Linked DNA regions of Mus musculus: region 2 is linked to region 1. The links are chromatin contacts, called in public Hi-C maps. All regions are on one chromosome and are shown on one strand. Each heading gives the region's core, a stretch centred on a gene start, on an enhancer-like site or on the middle of the called end of the contact. The rest is flanking DNA. Distances are from core to core; before and after follow the strand shown. Region 1 has its middle 17 kb from the start of Mir3095. Region 2 has its middle 61 kb from the start of Lpar1.

Region 1 (7,905 bases), core at 3,749-6,248:
GGAATGCTATTTAGAATTCAAAAGACATGAGCTGCCTATCCATGAAGACACACACTGAGAAACCTCAACAGCATATTCCTGAATAAGAGAGGCTGAAAAAGTTGCATACTGCAGAATTCTAACCCTGACATAGTCTGGAAATACAAAACTGTGAAAGGAGTAAGATGATCAACATTCACTAAGGACTAAAGAGGAGGGAAGGGCACACTGATGGAACAGGGAAGCTAGTGAGGAGAATAGACAGGCTGGCCTGCTGTAAGGAAACTCAGCTTTCAGCAAGTCTCACCTACCTCGATTCAATGAACCTATTCTATATGATGGCTTGTGAATGTTGGATGCACTTGCCCAAAGCCATAGCATGTGCAGCACCCGGAAGGGAGCTGTAACAATGCACCATTGTTGGCTCACTGATTGTAAGAAAGATGCCCACTTAAGAACCCTATGCCAGTAGTGTGCAGTTCAGGCATGTGGAGAGGTTCTGAGGTTATCTGAGAACTTTTCATTCTTGTTCTCAATTTTCCTATGAATCTGAAAGTGTTCTTAAAAAAAAGAATGAGCCATCCATGTGGCATCTTCCCTGCTTAGCTTTCGTAGGGACCTTTATTCTGTTGTCAGTCTGACCTTCATCTGTGATGTTCTAAGTTTTCACTCTCCACTTCTGAGCACCAGCAGTTCATGTATCACTATGTTTGTTGTCTGGTTGCGTCTTTGAACCTCTGAATCTATCACCCAGTTATGGACATCATCCACAGCTTCCCAGCATCCCTACTCTGGCGAATCTTCATCTGTCTTTCATTCATCACAGGTTGTTTGTTTGTTTGTTTGTTTCCCTTGCAGCACTTCTCTGCTGAGCTGCTCTTGACTGTTATTCATTGTACAATATAGGCAGGTCAAAGGTCATGGTCTAGATCTCTGCAGTAGGATAAAGTAGAGAGAAAACTACCATATGCTTCAAAGAATCTCTCTTGGGGGCTGGACAGATGGCCCAGTGGTTAAGAGAACTTGTTACTCTGCAGAGGACCCAGGGTCAGTTCCCAGCGCTCACATGGTAGCTCACACCTGTCTTTAACTTCAGTTCTAGAAAGTCCATCATCCTCGTCTGGCACTGCACAAACATGGTGCACACATACACGCAGGCGAAAACAAACAAATATTTATTTTCTTTTTTATGCATTTTTTTTCGAGGCATGGTTTCTCTGTGTAGCCCTGGCTGTCCTGGAACTCACTCTGTAGACCAGGCTGGCCTCGAACTCAGAGATCCCCTGCCTCTGCCTCCCTAGTGCTGGGATTAAAGGCTTGCGCCACCGCTGTCCTACCTACAAATATTCAAGTATTTCTAAAGACTGCAAAAAGAATTTAAAGAAATTTAACTGGGCCTCAACAACAGGTCTCTCTGTCTCTCTGTCTCTGTCTCTCTGTCTCTGTCTCTGTCTCTCTCTCTCTCTGTCTCTCTCTCTCTCAATTAAGACCTTCTATTGGCCATAGATGGGTACCTTTCTACATGTATGTTCATTAGATCATATCTGTCTTTACTCTTACTTCAAAAATAAATTTACACTTCCTTTTGCCTAAATCTCTCTTCAATTTTTGTAGCTCCTAGAGGAGAATTTTTAAGCACATGGCACATATTTGACAAAGACCAGTAAACACAACTCAGTACCTTCTTTACAGAGCTTATGGAAGACAGCCATGAGAAGAGGAAGTGCTATGTGGGACAGTTTTGCAAGAATGAGTTTGTGTTGTAAATAAGACTTTTCTGAGAAGGTAAGTTTAAACTCTGGAGCTGGAGATTAAGTAGGAATGATCCAGGTAAACTTGGGTGTGCAGGAAAGCTGATGGAATGTCACGTGTAAGATTAAAGGCCTACACGTAAAGACCTACAAGATTATATATATGGAACATGAAAAGCATTTGGGATAATTGTCAGGAACTGCATCAAGACAAACCCTGTAATTTATTCTAAAGAACTTTCTCCGTATTCTAAGGAATGAGCTGCTGAAGGGTTTCAAGACTGGGAAGGAAATGATGAGATATGCAGTTTTAAAGACTGCTGACTGTGTCATGGTGTAAATGGGGGTGTGGATGGATAAGGGGGAGCAACAGAATGCCACTGATGTGTCTGGGGAGGGGAGTAAAGTTAGCTTGGCCAATGGGGCTGAGGAGGTGGATAAAACAGTGTAGATACAAGAGGTAAGACGGAGCCAAGCAGTGGTGGGAGGCCATGGGTGACGCAGGAAAAGGACTTGGTTCGGGAAACACTTTCTTCTGGTTTCTTCTGGGGTCACTTACTCAGAAGGGAACTTTCATAGAAAAACAGATTTGGGGTAAGAGTAGGGGAAGGACAGAAGTTTAGCTGTGGACTTAGTCTCTGTCTATCTAAGAAAGGCAAGGACATCTTATACTAGGTCATTGATCTTGCTTGGAAGAACAGTGTCAGAGAAGATGACCAGCAATTCACTGGCAAACAGATGACTCGAGAAACACGGGTGTGTTTCCCGTTGCTCAAGGAAGCCTGCGGAATGGACAGGATGGGGAAAGCTGAGGACACACTTGGAGGAAGACTAACATTTGTGGGTAGGAAGGAGTTTAAAGAGGAATCTATGAATCAGAATCTGTAGAGAAATAATTTTAAAGTGGCTTAACATTCAGGTACTTAGTATATGTTTGCCTTTACAACTTTTAAGTCTTCCAGTTACATTGTAGCATTTTTAGTGTTGCTCCTAACCATTCATTCATATGTTAAATCTATGTGCTTTATATTTTATTAACAGCTACCAGGGGAAGGAAGTAATTAATAGTCCTACCCAGCTATGACACCTATGAACTACAACAATGACCAGCATGGCTAGACAAAGATATAACAAATGGCACTCATGCTGGTAGCACCCGATAGCAGCTGTCTAGTTGGACTTAGGACCCACTTGACAGGAAGGAATTTTTGCCTGTTACTAGAAACCTAGTTGAGCCCATGGACCTTAGAAGAGTAGTTGGTATTGCCACCGTGCTTAGACCAGCCTAATTCCTAACTATAGTCTAAATCTTATCCATATAACACAGATAAGAAGGATAGCTCCCACCCCTCATCAAAGAAGCTTCTCTCTACAGCAAATGGAAACCATCAACAGAAAAACACAGCTAGACACCAAGCAGAGATCAATGGACGCCAGGGAGCCCAGCCCAAAGGGACATTTCTGCAGCACAGCTCTTATAGCTCTGGGAACATCTCAGAAGAGGTTATCAGAGCCAGAATTCCAGAATATCTGCTGTGTGGTTGCCTCTTAGAAAAGGTAGCATAAACCAGAATCAAAATAATGGCAATGGCAAGAGAATGTTAATGTTGACGGAGGAAAATCCCATAAAGTCCTAACTCTAGACAAAGAACTACAGGCAACGAATGACTGCTGGGAGAGGAAGAATTGGCTTCTCTCGGGGTTGAGCCCCTGCATTGCCTGTCCAAGGTAGAAGGACTAGCTCTGAAGCCATATACACACAAACTGCAAAAACAGATTCAGCAGGGTGTATACATATACACATATCCACATTCCTGAGTGTGGATACACCATGGAAATCAGAGGATGTCCTCGTTATCAGAACTCAAGATACCACGTACTTTGTTTGCAGGACAGAATCATCCCTCCTTGGCCAGGAACCAAGCAGATAGTTTAAGTTGGTACTAGTGACTAGTGAATCCCCCTGGCTCCACCCTAGCAATGTTGGGATTACAAGTGGGTACCACCACACTCAGGATTTTTACATAGGTTCTTAGGGTTGAACTCAGTTTCCTGTGCTTGTGCACTTGGGAGCACATTACCCACCCATCTCTCCAGCCATCGATGGAGTCTTGATAGAGATGAACACCAAGGGTTTATCAAGTCATTATAAGGATGAACACACACACACACACACACACACACACACACACACACACACACACATACATATATATATACCTGTGTACGTGGAACAATATAATAAAGAAAAATAATCAAGAAATTGAGAGCGGAGATGACATGGGGAGGGTTGGAGGGAGAAAAGGAGAAGTGATATAATATATTAATTAAAATATATTAAATTTTAAAGAAAACATGAATAGAATATTTCTTTTATTATATTTTGCTAATTATTAATATTAGAAAAACATTCTTTTATACATTTGTTTATGATTAATAATCATCTTAAGCATCCTTAAAATAAAAAACAAAACCAGAAACAAAGGACGGAAGAGCTGGCTCAGTGGTTAAGAGCATACACTGCTCTTCCATAAGACGAGAGTTCATTTCCCAGCACCCACCTGGGGTGCCCCAAACCATTGAAACTCAAGCTCTAGGGGAGTTGATATCCTCTTTGGCCTCTGCTGGTACTGCACTTATGTGAAATAAAAAATAAAAATATTTAAGCAAAATTTGTAATTTGTCATCTTGGAACATCAGTTAGGGTTTTATTTTTTGTTGTTTCTACTTTTGTTGTTTTGCAGTAGTAAAATCTTACCTTGGCAAAGTTAAATGAGAAGCTAATTAAAAGGAAATTTGAAGTTTTTTTCAGAATTAATCAGATTATTAAGAAATTCGGCTTGGGAATCGACAGGCACTGCACTAGAGAGTAGGAACTACAGGAATTTCCCTCTAACAGAAATAATCTGGCCTCAGTTGAAATGAGTGAATTCACATAATTTTTGGTCAAGAACTAGAATCCACTGAGACCTGTTTTAGATCACATCACAGTGTCTGGACTACAGGGCATCCGAGCAGGACTCCACATGGCAACAATCAACATCCAGAAGAAATTACCATTATGTAAATAAAAATTAAGGGATAATTAAAAACAGAAAATGTTGGCCAGTAATAACATCAGATTCCGCTCCTCAGGATCTTCCTTCGTGTGGAGAATCTCACCATCTGCCGCTGACAGCAGTTCCTCCTTTTTTCTCAGTCTGACATTCTTTGGTTTCCTTATCCACACAGAAGCATGTGTGCCAGTAATGAGCAGATATCAGTTTGGGGGAAATACCAGTCACAGAGTACAACCCTGGCTTACTGCGTTAGTTTATAGCAGTGTATCAGAGCAGAAGTGACATGCTAGTGTTTTTGGCTGCCCTTCGGAATTTCCAGTTCTGCGAAAGTCAGTGCTCCCCCTTCCTTCGTACTAATCAGAAAGCAATTCTTTGATTGTTGCCAAATTGGCATATATTTATTTCTCACTTTTACTTTTAGTTTCTTTTGATGACACTGGTGACTTTTTTTCTTTCAGACATTGTCCATTGTCTTTTCTTTGCATAGCCTTTGTCTATTTCTATAGGTTGATCGTGGCTTTTTTTTTAAATTTTAATTTGAAGCAACTTATTTATGAATGTATGGATTTTTTTTTTTAGGTTCTGTGAATGGTAGAATATGCCCTTATTCAACCTTTCCCCCCTTATTTGTTTGGTTTAAGCATCAGCACTTCTGAGGCTCCTTCTCGTTGGCTTGCCCACTTTTAATTTCTCGTTCCTTGGGGAACTTGTGTTACAAACAGAAGAAACTTGTTTCCTTTTTCCTGTCACCCCGCAAGGCTTTGCATGCTATGGTTACTTGGTTGACTCTTTGTTTCTCTTTATTACGCATGTGTGACTCCCTTTCTTCCTTCTAATTTGACATCTTGAAATTATTTGTCCAGTTACTTTGAAGTTTTGTGTATTTAAAGAGATGGCTTTCAGAAACATTTCAACATCTGTCCATGTAAATCTATGTGTTTTTCCTGTCTCAAATTTGGTAATTTTGCTACCAATTCACCAATTGACTTTCTTTCCACCCCCCCTTCCCCACTGTTCTTCATTCATTAAAATAATTTGCCTATTTATTCCCTGATCCTTATTTCCCAGTTTAATTTCACATGGAAATCTTTGCTCACATATGCCAGGGAGCTCCGAGATAACTTCACTGCCAGTTGGTGACGTTGGTACAGTGTTCCTTTTAAAATCTCAAATCTCATCTTCCCTTTCAGTTGTCTCTTTAGAAAGGAATTTTTTTTTTTTTGGTTCCCCTAAATGATTTACCCCTACCAGCCCATGAAGTTATACTTTGTGACAATTTGAATGTGCGACACATGTTTCATCTTTCCTCTTTCATGGATGTTTTCCACTGAGTGTATAGTTTTGAACAATAATTTTTTTTAAAGAAACCTTATGATATGCCTCGAGCTGGGTGGTGGTGGCGCACACCTTTAATCCCAGCACTTGGGAGGCAGAGGCAGGTGGATTTCTGAGTTCAAGGCCAGCCTGGTCTACAAAGTGAGTTCCAGGACAGCCAGGGCTACACAGAGAAACCCTGTCTGGAAAAACCAAAAAAGGGACATGCCTCGATCATCTTCAGCCTAGGTATTTATGCGTTGATAAAAAAGGGTAATCAGGACCATTGGCATATCAACTTTATTCTGGACTTCAGAAATCATGACTCTCTCTATTGGTATCCATCCTCCCAGGCAGTCACATGGTTAGGGAGAGCTATTTGCATTTTTGTTAGGCTGGGCATGTTGATTGTGTCTTAGAATTCCTGCTGTCTATTGAGAAAAGCAGAATGACGTATCCCATTTTGACAGTGCATTGTTTCCTTGGGAGAGAGTCTAAGTTTCTGCATTATGTATTCTATTTCACTAGGAATGTTAAAGCTTAAAATATTCTTTCTAGTTAGTTTTATTTGATGTCCCCATTTTTCTTTCTGTAATTCTTTGAGACGTTATACAATGTATTTTGATCCTACTCTCTTCTAGCCCCGGACTTCTCCCAGATCCCTTACTCTCTTCCCTACCCAACCAACTTTATGTCCTTGCTTTTTGCTTGCTTGTTGTTTTAAAAACTCATCAGTTCTCATTTGTGTTGCTCTTATAGTCTTGGGTGTGTGGTCATCCCCAGGAGCATGGTTAAGTATCGGCTAGAACCAGGCTTTTAAAGAAAACTGACTCTCCCCCTTCCAGCATCTATTAACCGCTGATAACTTCTCAGCTAGGAGTGGAATTTCATGCCCACTTCCCCATACTTGGATGAGATTTTGGCTAGAGCATACCTGATCAAGGTACAGAGAATACATGGCTATCTGGTGGTTTGAATGAGAATGGCTCTAACAGGCTTGTGTGTTTGAATGCTTGCTCCCCAGTTAGTGGAACTGTTTAGGAGGACTGGGAGGAGGTGTGGCCTTATTAGAGTAGGTGTGACCTTGCTGGAGAAGGGTTGTCACTAGGCTAGGCTTTGAGGTTTCAGAAACTCACACCGTGCCCAATCTACTCCCTTCCTGCCTGCAACTTGCAGATTCGATGTGAGCTCTCAGCTACTGTCCCAGCGCCATGTCTGCATGCCCGCCTCCCACCTCTCTACCACAGTGGTCATGAACTAATTCTCTGAGACTGTAAGCAAGCCCTCAATTAAATGCTTTCTTTTAAATGTTGGCTCAGTCATGGTGTTTCATCATAGCAATAGAATAGCAACAAGGGCACCATCTTTAAGAACACCTTAAAAGGTGTTAAAATACATTAAAATTTGATGTTATTATAACTAATTTTCTTTAAACAATTTCTGCTGAGGACTCAGTGAGTCCTTTTGATGCAAACCTCTGTGAGCTCAAAGAAATGTACTACTTGCATTTCTTAAATTACACTGAATATATATATATATTATCTCTCCAAAGCATTGTGCTCCATTTCAGCCTCAGTGAGATGAGTCAAGCCAACCATTACCGGATTTCACCACCAACCTGGAAGGTCTGCAGCCCTCTTTTAACCCACAGAGAAGCTTTCAGCCCAATTCTTCAAGTTTGGCTACTCTCACATCACCTCTGGATCATTTCTTTGATTTCTTTTGCACCTTCAGACAAAATAAGCCCCCTTAGTCCCTCTAAGATCCAAGAGATATAATGTTGTCTCTTCCTTTTCATGGTC
Region 2 (7,905 bases), core at 3,555-6,054, 190 kb before region 1:
AAATCGGCAAGTGCATTCTACACAACACGACTCTACACATCCGTGCCCTAACTGCAAAGCAAGTCATATATCCTTTTTTCCCCACTCAACTTCAAGTGAGTACTGTTGTGCATACCTTACAGCAAAGTAAATCAAGCATTTCCTGAGTTGCTTTGCCAGCTTGTCATCACAAGGAATCATAGCCTAGCTGCTAAAACCAGAGAGATTTATCTACTTTCCCTACCATTTTGAAGGCCAGAAATCTAAGGTCAGAACGTCACCAGGTTTCATTTCCCCTAATGCCTTTCTTCTTGGCTTGTAAATGGCTGTCCTCTCACGGTGTCCCCACATGGTCATTCTGTAGCCTTGCATGATTTCATCCAAACCGTCTCTTCAGGTGGATTTCAATCTGCCCTCAAGACCTGACTTCAATGCAATTGACTGTCAGAAGCCTTGGATCCCAATATATTTATTGCGGGGCCAAGGAGTCAAACTCAGCTGCAGCCTAGTCCAGGGTCACATGGGTCAGAACTGAACTCAGCCTGTCCTGAGCTGTTTGTTGAGACGAGGAGTTCCAGTATCCAGGCCATTCACATAATCAGAACAGAGCCAAAAGTGACTTCATGTGGGACACTCAGGGAAGTTCCCTCCCTCTTCCTTATGTGGCCTGTTTCCCAGAGCTAAATAGAGGTTTCAGTCATTTCTTGGCTCTATCGATGGCCATAAGGATATCCATGCCTGATATTGAAAGGGATGGAAACATGGGTGGCTGGAAGCTGAAACTGTTGTTTGCTTAGACTCAGGACTATGGAGAAGGTGAATTAAATGGTGTGCTCTCAGGGCTGGATTGGAGCTAGAAGGATAACTTGGAATCAGCCCCATTGGTTAAAGCAGGAATCCTTGGGAATATGTGTATATTTCCTATAAAGCAAAATGAGAGCAAAGTTTTTATTTTTTGCTATATTTGATTTTAGTATTTTTGTGCATGTATGTGGTATGGTTATGTGCATATGTGCATGTATGTGTGTCCACACGTGTATGGGTACATGTGTACATGGGTACATGGGGTCAGAGGTTGACATTAAGTTGCTTCCTTGATCATGTTCCAGTCTTATATCCTGAGATATGGTCTTTCATTTGCATCCAGAGCTCAACACAGGTTCAGTTAGCCCAGCAAGACATCTTGTCCCAAAGATCCCTGGTCTCTGCTTCTAGCATTCTGGGGTAATTGGCAGGCTTTAGTGACCAATAAATGGCTTTTAACATTTTTACATGAATTTGGGGAATCTGAACCCTGTGCTCTGCTTGTGCTGCAGAGCTTTACCCATTGAGTCAATTCTACAGACCTTTTTTGCTACATTTTGAGATACACACACACACACACACACACACACACATACTGTTGTTGTTGTTGTTTTGTACTTCTAGTGGATCTCTATCTACTTGTGAAATAGTCCAGTGTTTGAGTGAAAAAGTATATGGTGGTTCAGTTTAGTTATCAAATTGGCCCAAGCTAGAATCACTTGGTAAGACAGTTTCAGTGGGCATGTTTGTGGGAGATGGCCATAATTCAGTTGATTGATGTGTGAGGACACAGTCCCCTGTGGGTAACACTATTCCCTAGGCAGGTCCTGAACTGTATGAATGGAGAACTGAAGCTGCACATACACAATAAAGGAGATGATCATGCATGTATTTATTGCTCTCTGCTCTTGACTATAGATGTGACATGACTAGTTGTCTTAAGTTTCAGCTATCTTGACTTTCTACAGACAGACACCTGGAGCTACGAGCTAAAATAATCCCACTCTTCTCTAGGTTGCTTTGTGTCAGGATATTTTATCACAGCAACAGACATTAACTCAGAACAGAGTAACTGTTTTCAAGAAGAGTATTGTTAAAAGTGAGATTCCATGTTGGTGAGCTACTACTCATCATTAACCAGTAACATTGAGTATAGAATCACCTCTCAAAAATCCAGTTTCATGTCTGTCTAGAAATTATATATATATATATATATATATCCAACATATATTTTTGTCTTGCTCAAATGATCCCGTTGATTAATATCCTTTTGGTGTTTGACATCAAGTGGTAACATAGGTTTTGCACCTAGAGAGAAGAGCTCCTGCACTCCCCATCCACAGACATACTAAGTTCATCTTTACAGACAGCAGAGTTCTTAGTGTAGAGAGAACACACAGAGGAGCATAGCTACTTTTTTTCCTTTTGTTCAGAGCAGCCCTGGGACAAGTCTTGGTGTAATATCAAGAGCCTTTTTCATTTTATAAATTACCCCTGCTTAGGTAATAAGATGTATGTCCATCTTAACCCCCATAGACAGTGAGTGTATCAACAGTGAGTAGGTGAGTGATTTCCTAGCCTCGTCCACCTTGAGGTCACAAAGAGAAACATCTCTGCTGCAGCATTCCATATCACACTCTCCAGCAGAAATCTGGCGAGCGGTGCATGAAGTCAGCAGCAGAGGTAAAGATTCTGCTTTCCTAATATAGAAGTAAAATGACTCCCCATCTCTACCAGGTCTCCCAACTATTAACTGTCTCCATTTTCTTCTTTTAAAAAGTGAGGATGGAGATCAGGACTAATAGAGTCTTCAACTCAGTGAGGTTCTGGGGAGGGAGAAGCTGTGTGAATAGAAGCGGAGACACCTTGTGGGTCGGCAGTTTGGGGTGAAATACTCTGATTATATGAAGTTCACGTTAACCCACTGGTGAGAGCTATAACAGTTATGGAATTAACATTGGTTCTACTTGATAAAGAATTTCAGTTGTCAAAACCAGGATTAATATTTCAGTTTGGCCCTCATGTCAGAATGCCTTGAGATCATGGGATGAAAAGTCAAAGATGTAAAATAAGCAAACGCTTGCCCCTCCTAGACTTGGTAGAGCAAAGGCACATTGATAGCAGTTCTCTGTGCCCTGGTTCTGTCAAATCCACAAAGTGTGCGACAACCGCTAGAGTTGGCATTAGCAGGAGCCACCAGGGCCCTGTCTCTGTGGGTTGCAAAAGCTTCCAAAAGCTGTTGCAGGTATTTACTTAACACCTGTGAGTCCAGACAAAAGGAAGTTTATAGGGAAGGAACACATTCCTGAGGGAATGGACGAAGCTAATTAAGAGGGGAACCAGGAGCCTGCTGGGATTTCATTTCCTTAAGAGCCCACACAATTAATTATAGCCTGCTTTACCAGACTTTGCGGATGTCATGTTGTGGTTCTACACTCATTGCAAGTCCCCTCCTAAAGTCAGCTCACTGCCTTTGGGAACACCTGCTGGGATGATGTGAACTGGGGTGGGGGGTGGGGCTCTCACTTGCAGCCTGGAATCTGACCACCGGGAAATACAGACAGTGTGATAGGCTGACACATAGAGAATTCCATGATTGGCATCTGTGTGCAAGGTAACGAAGATTGGTGGGAACACAGCCCAGAACTGAGGGCGGCATTTCATGATGTCAGGAAATGAACAGCTAAGTGAAGAGCGTGGAAATCCCACACAAGGGTGTCTGTATGTCACAGGAGCCATAAGCTGGCATCCAGGAGTCTCACAGGGGTAGAGGGCCTGAGAAGAGATGTACGTAGGATTGCTGAGATCATGAGAGTTAAGATGAGGACTAGAACTCCTGCCCTGTATGCCCTTGATAGCAGCAGCCTTTGGCCAAAGTCTATGGACTGGCATTAAAGAGAAGCACCCTAGGCAAGGATGGAGAGAAAGGCAAGGCTCGGATGAATACAAGTAGGTAAAACAGGACACAGACTGAGGTCTCCAGCTCAAAAGGTGCTGTGACCCACCTCTGGGTGTTAACGCTTTCCTTAAAAACCAATTACTTCCTGAATGAAGAGGTAAATCCAGGGCGTTGTGAATTTAGAGGCTTTAAACTCACAAAAGGGCTGCACTTAGGTTTCCACCTTGGTGGAACTTGATTAAGGAAAGGAATTTTTCCTTCTGTGGTCTGAGGTTGTTTCATGTGTTGATGACTAAGTGTCACATCAGGAAGACCCACCTTTGTCTTGTTTTTCTTTTTTTGATAATGAGCATAGTTGGGCTAATAGTTCTAAGGAAAGGGAATTTACAACAAGGGCTCTGAGCTTTGTATAGAGACATTAATCCCTTTGCCACTTCCTAGGACTTTATCAGCTAAGTGAAGCTACTGACAATTAGATGTGAATGAGACTTTGTACACTTAGTCCTCATTTTAAAGACCAGATACGTTTGACTAAACCTGTTGGGGCCCGGAGAGGTGCCTGGAGCTCCTCCAATCGCTGGAGCCTGGGGTCTGCTTTTCCTGCCTTACTGGCTCTAATCTCTCAGAAGCTGTCCTTTGGCAAATCATTAGCAAGCTGTAGCTTTTCTTGACAAGTCCCTACCTGGGAGTTCTTTTCATAACAACGTAAATCTCCTTAAGACCCTAAGGATGAACCCCGAGGTGAGCAGCTTAGAAACAGATAACCCCTCCATCCACTGAGATATAGGCTGCACAAGTGACGTTGTCATAATAAAATTAATATCAAAACACAGAGGAATTAAAGGGCAATGACAATGTTTTGTATTTATAAAGTAAAAAACTTGGTCTAAAAATAGCATCATCAGAGGGCAGATTTATAACAAGTTGGCTTAATGACTTTAAATCACTTCATTTTTAAATTATAGAATCAAGCAGTACTTTAGTAACATAGAATCGTGATTCCAATGAGCTCAGTAGAAAAAAATACCCAGCTCTTTGTAAATGAAGAAGGATTGGAAGAAAATAGAAAATGAAAGTAACAATTATTAGGCAATCAGAAGAGTAGATAAAAACCAGAAGTGGGCTGGCCATTTCAAAGTCACTTCCCCTAAGCTATGGGGACAGTGAGACCTACTAGAACAATCCCCGTCCAGTCCACCTCAGATTACATCTTTTGTTGTAAGCATTAAGTGCAGAGGAAACTTCCTTATCGAACCAACTGAAACCCACCTGATAGGGCCTTAGGCTGTTATCTGGAACACTGATTTCTAGTCAGTAGGTAGCTTAGTTTTCAGCTTGGTGCCTCAATTCTAGTGTGGGAATTAGTCTAAAGCAATGACCTTCTGTAGTTCTTCTTCAGCTGTCCTGTAAAGGTAGATGCATGGCATTATCTTCTTGTCTAGAGAATACTATGAGCTGTGTGTCCTTATGGGCCATCGTAGGCTCATCACTTGTAATAAATCACTCACATGGGGTTTTGATCACCTTGGAGGCCAGGCATGTATGGGATTGGGAGTATATAAGACATACCTGTGCCTTCCTCTAATTATTGCTCTGAATCTAAAACTATTCTCTGAAAAAGCATTTTTTTGTTTTGTTTTAATGCTAAAGAACAGATTTTATTATTTTCCCAAAACACTAAAATAGCCCATGGCATAGTAATTTAGGACACAATATAAATGACATATGCAGTCAGGTCCCCCAACTCTCCCATGGCTGTTTTTAACTCTGTCTTGGGTAGGGAGGCTTTAAAATGTCTACTCTTTAAATGACCTTTATTAAAGTTACCAACAAACCACAAAGGGAAAGTCACTTTGGGAAAAAAAAATCTTAATGTAAAAGAAATCACAAGTCCTGGGCTGGTGTAAAGGAAAACGCTTCATTGCTTCATTTGCCATCTGTGTTCTCAAACTCTTCTGTAATTTTAAATTATCCTAAATTTAATATTGCAACTTCTCCAAAGTGCCTCCATTAAAAACTGCAACTCAGGCGGAAGGAGGGGGACATGTGAGAAGGGACCTCTGGCTGCAGGTCACCGAGTCAGTACAGTGCAGAAATGGCAAGCAAGACTCTTCATGACCGAAGCAAGGCTTACAAGGAGTGGAGGGCGTAGCCTAAAGGCCTCCACTTCCATCAGATGGCCAGAGGTGAGCTGAGGCAGGCGGCACCCGGACACTAGCCCTTGAGGATGTGTCTCCATGATTTAGAACTCTGTGATAAAGGTTCCTGTCTCATCTTATACTGAGCAGATCAATCATTTTCGCGGGGGGAGGGGGTTTCCCAGTTCTGAGTGTCTTTCCGAAACGATTGAAAACATGCTCGAAGACGTCCTTCTGCATCAACCACTGAGGTGCGTCTGGTTCACAGGAAACAACAGGAACTGAACGGCTGCAGCATACGCCAGACTTAATGCAAAAGAAACTGTAAGACAACCTTTAAAATTAATCTGCTATTTTTATTGTTCTGCTTGAACCTTAACTATGGCATCAGAGACTTGCTAATCTGGAAGATTGCAGAGCCAGTGACCCCATGACTATCTGCGGACCATCTGAAGTACTTGAGAGTTTTCTCATCTTCTACTGTTTCCTCTGAAAGCACGGGATTGAAACGGTCAAGGGACACACATCTCAGCTCGTCTTCTGGGAGAACTTTATAATAGGGGTAAGCATACGGCAGATGGCACAGCTCAGAGTATCAGTGAGACAGTTCTGACCAGGTGCCTAGCCCCTTGGGGACAGCACTTAGTGGTTCACCTCTTAGGAATCCCACTTCCCTCAGTTTTGGATGGCCTGGCCACCCAGGACTCTCCTTTGAGGTACTGTCCATGGTTGTCCGTGGCTCTGGGCTCTCTTCCTGGCCAGTCACTTCCTAGTGCATCCCCGATGCCGCGGGACATCCCGGCTAGTTGTTCTTCTGAAGGAGCAGGGGGCAGAGCCACAGCCTTGCCGAGGGAGGCTGCTAGAGCTGAGCTTCTCCCCACTGATCCCTTCAGAGTCTGAAGCACTTTGAAGCCACCATGATGCAGGAGGCTGGCCTTGCTCTGATCATGCTTCATTTCTGAGGCTGCTGCTGCCATGGCCCGTGACTTTCCATGGCTATCTATCAGCAGACTACAGGCTGGTCTGTCCAAGAAGGCACAACTGATGGGCTGGGGTTCCTCTTCTGACTTCTTTTCTTAAGGCCACATGCTAGTTTGTCCGGGTCACCTCCTTGTGACTGCTTGGCCAGGCAGACACCCAGGGTCCCTCTCCCAGCTTTCATGGTCTGTGCCCTCTGATGCAGTGAGTCGAGGTGAGGCCTATCAGTCAAGGATGGACTTCAGTGGATCTCAGTGTGAACCTGCAGACGGACGTTGAGCATCATGGAAGCCACGATGTAGAGGTAGGGAAAGTTGATGCGCAGCCGCCAAGCCAAGTCAAAGAAGATGAGCAGCGTGCGGGTCAGCCCCTTGCAGAAGACCCCATAGGATTAGGCGGAGCGCTACAGCCGGACAGCCAGACCCGACAGAGCCGTGGCCATATAGAGATCCGCGGTGCCCCCTCTGCCCGCCCGCCCTCCCTCTCCGTGCCCCATCGCCCAAGGCCTCCTCCCCCGGGCCACTCCTCAGCGCTTAGGGATCTCAGGGAGCAAGGGAGACCATGGCGAGCCCAGCAAGAGGGAGGGCCGTGGGGGGTGGGGGTGGGGGGGGTGGGAAGGGGGGAGCCAAGTCTGCGTGTCACTCTCTGGAGGTGACTCTGCCAGCTACCACCAGGATTCCTGAAAAAGCATTTTTAATTATTTCTTTTACTTTTGAGATGATAGAATTTCACAACTTCCCCCTTCTGAAAGCTTTCCTCCTTCCAAACCCTTCCTTGGTTCTTGATGTCTTTCAAATTCATGGGCTCTTTATTTTGTCTTTATCACACACACACACACATATTCACGCGTGCGCGCACATGCACACACACACACACACACACACACGTTCATATATATTCCTGAATATAACCTGCGTATCTGTATAATGTTACTTTTGTGTATGTTTCCAGAACTGACCATTTGGAATTGAATAACCAGTTGGTGTGCTCTTCCCTCGAGTTAGACTATTTCTCCTGCACCCATTATTCTTAGTTGCCTGTAGTTTCTTATGCATGGTTGGGCCTACATGGTCTTCCCTATCCACTTTCCGCATGTTTATAGTTTTG

What was found. Hi-C and Micro-C count contacts between places; a contact is called where the count stands out from the background.
Region 2: a contact with region 1 is called in a Hi-C map of bone marrow-derived macrophages, with 2.4 times the contacts expected there. The contact joins two enhancer-like sites. A contact is called at or near these places in 1 of 39 promoter capture datasets (embryonic stem cells), 4 of 15 datasets of contacts at CTCF or cohesin (embryonic stem cells, large pre-B cells and pro-B cells), 63 of 484 Hi-C or Micro-C datasets (B cells, the BV-2 cell line, the C10 cell line and 17 more), 11 of 115 datasets of contacts at active chromatin or transcription factors (bone marrow-derived dendritic cells, embryonic stem cells, expanded potential stem cells and 2 more) and 1 of 9 other capture datasets (embryonic stem cells).

The regions. Positions count from the first base shown.
Region 1 is chr4:58,420,499-58,428,403 of GRCm38.p6, reverse strand. No RefSeq gene overlaps it. Among named protein-coding and RNA genes, the nearest start is that of Mir3095, 17 kb to the left of the region's middle. Within about 2 kb of position 4,998, at least 31 of the 459 cell types and tissues checked have an H3K27ac peak or open chromatin away from gene starts, as enhancers often do. A contact at or near this core is called in bone marrow-derived macrophages, granulocyte-monocyte progenitors and macrophages, where this site is marked.
Region 2 is chr4:58,610,135-58,618,039 of GRCm38.p6, reverse strand. It overlaps the pseudogene Gm12579. Among named protein-coding and RNA genes, the nearest start is that of Lpar1, 61 kb to the right of the region's middle. Within about 2 kb of position 4,804, at least 28 of the 459 cell types and tissues checked have an H3K27ac peak or open chromatin away from gene starts, as enhancers often do. A contact at or near this core is called in bone marrow-derived macrophages, granulocyte-monocyte progenitors and macrophages, where this site is marked.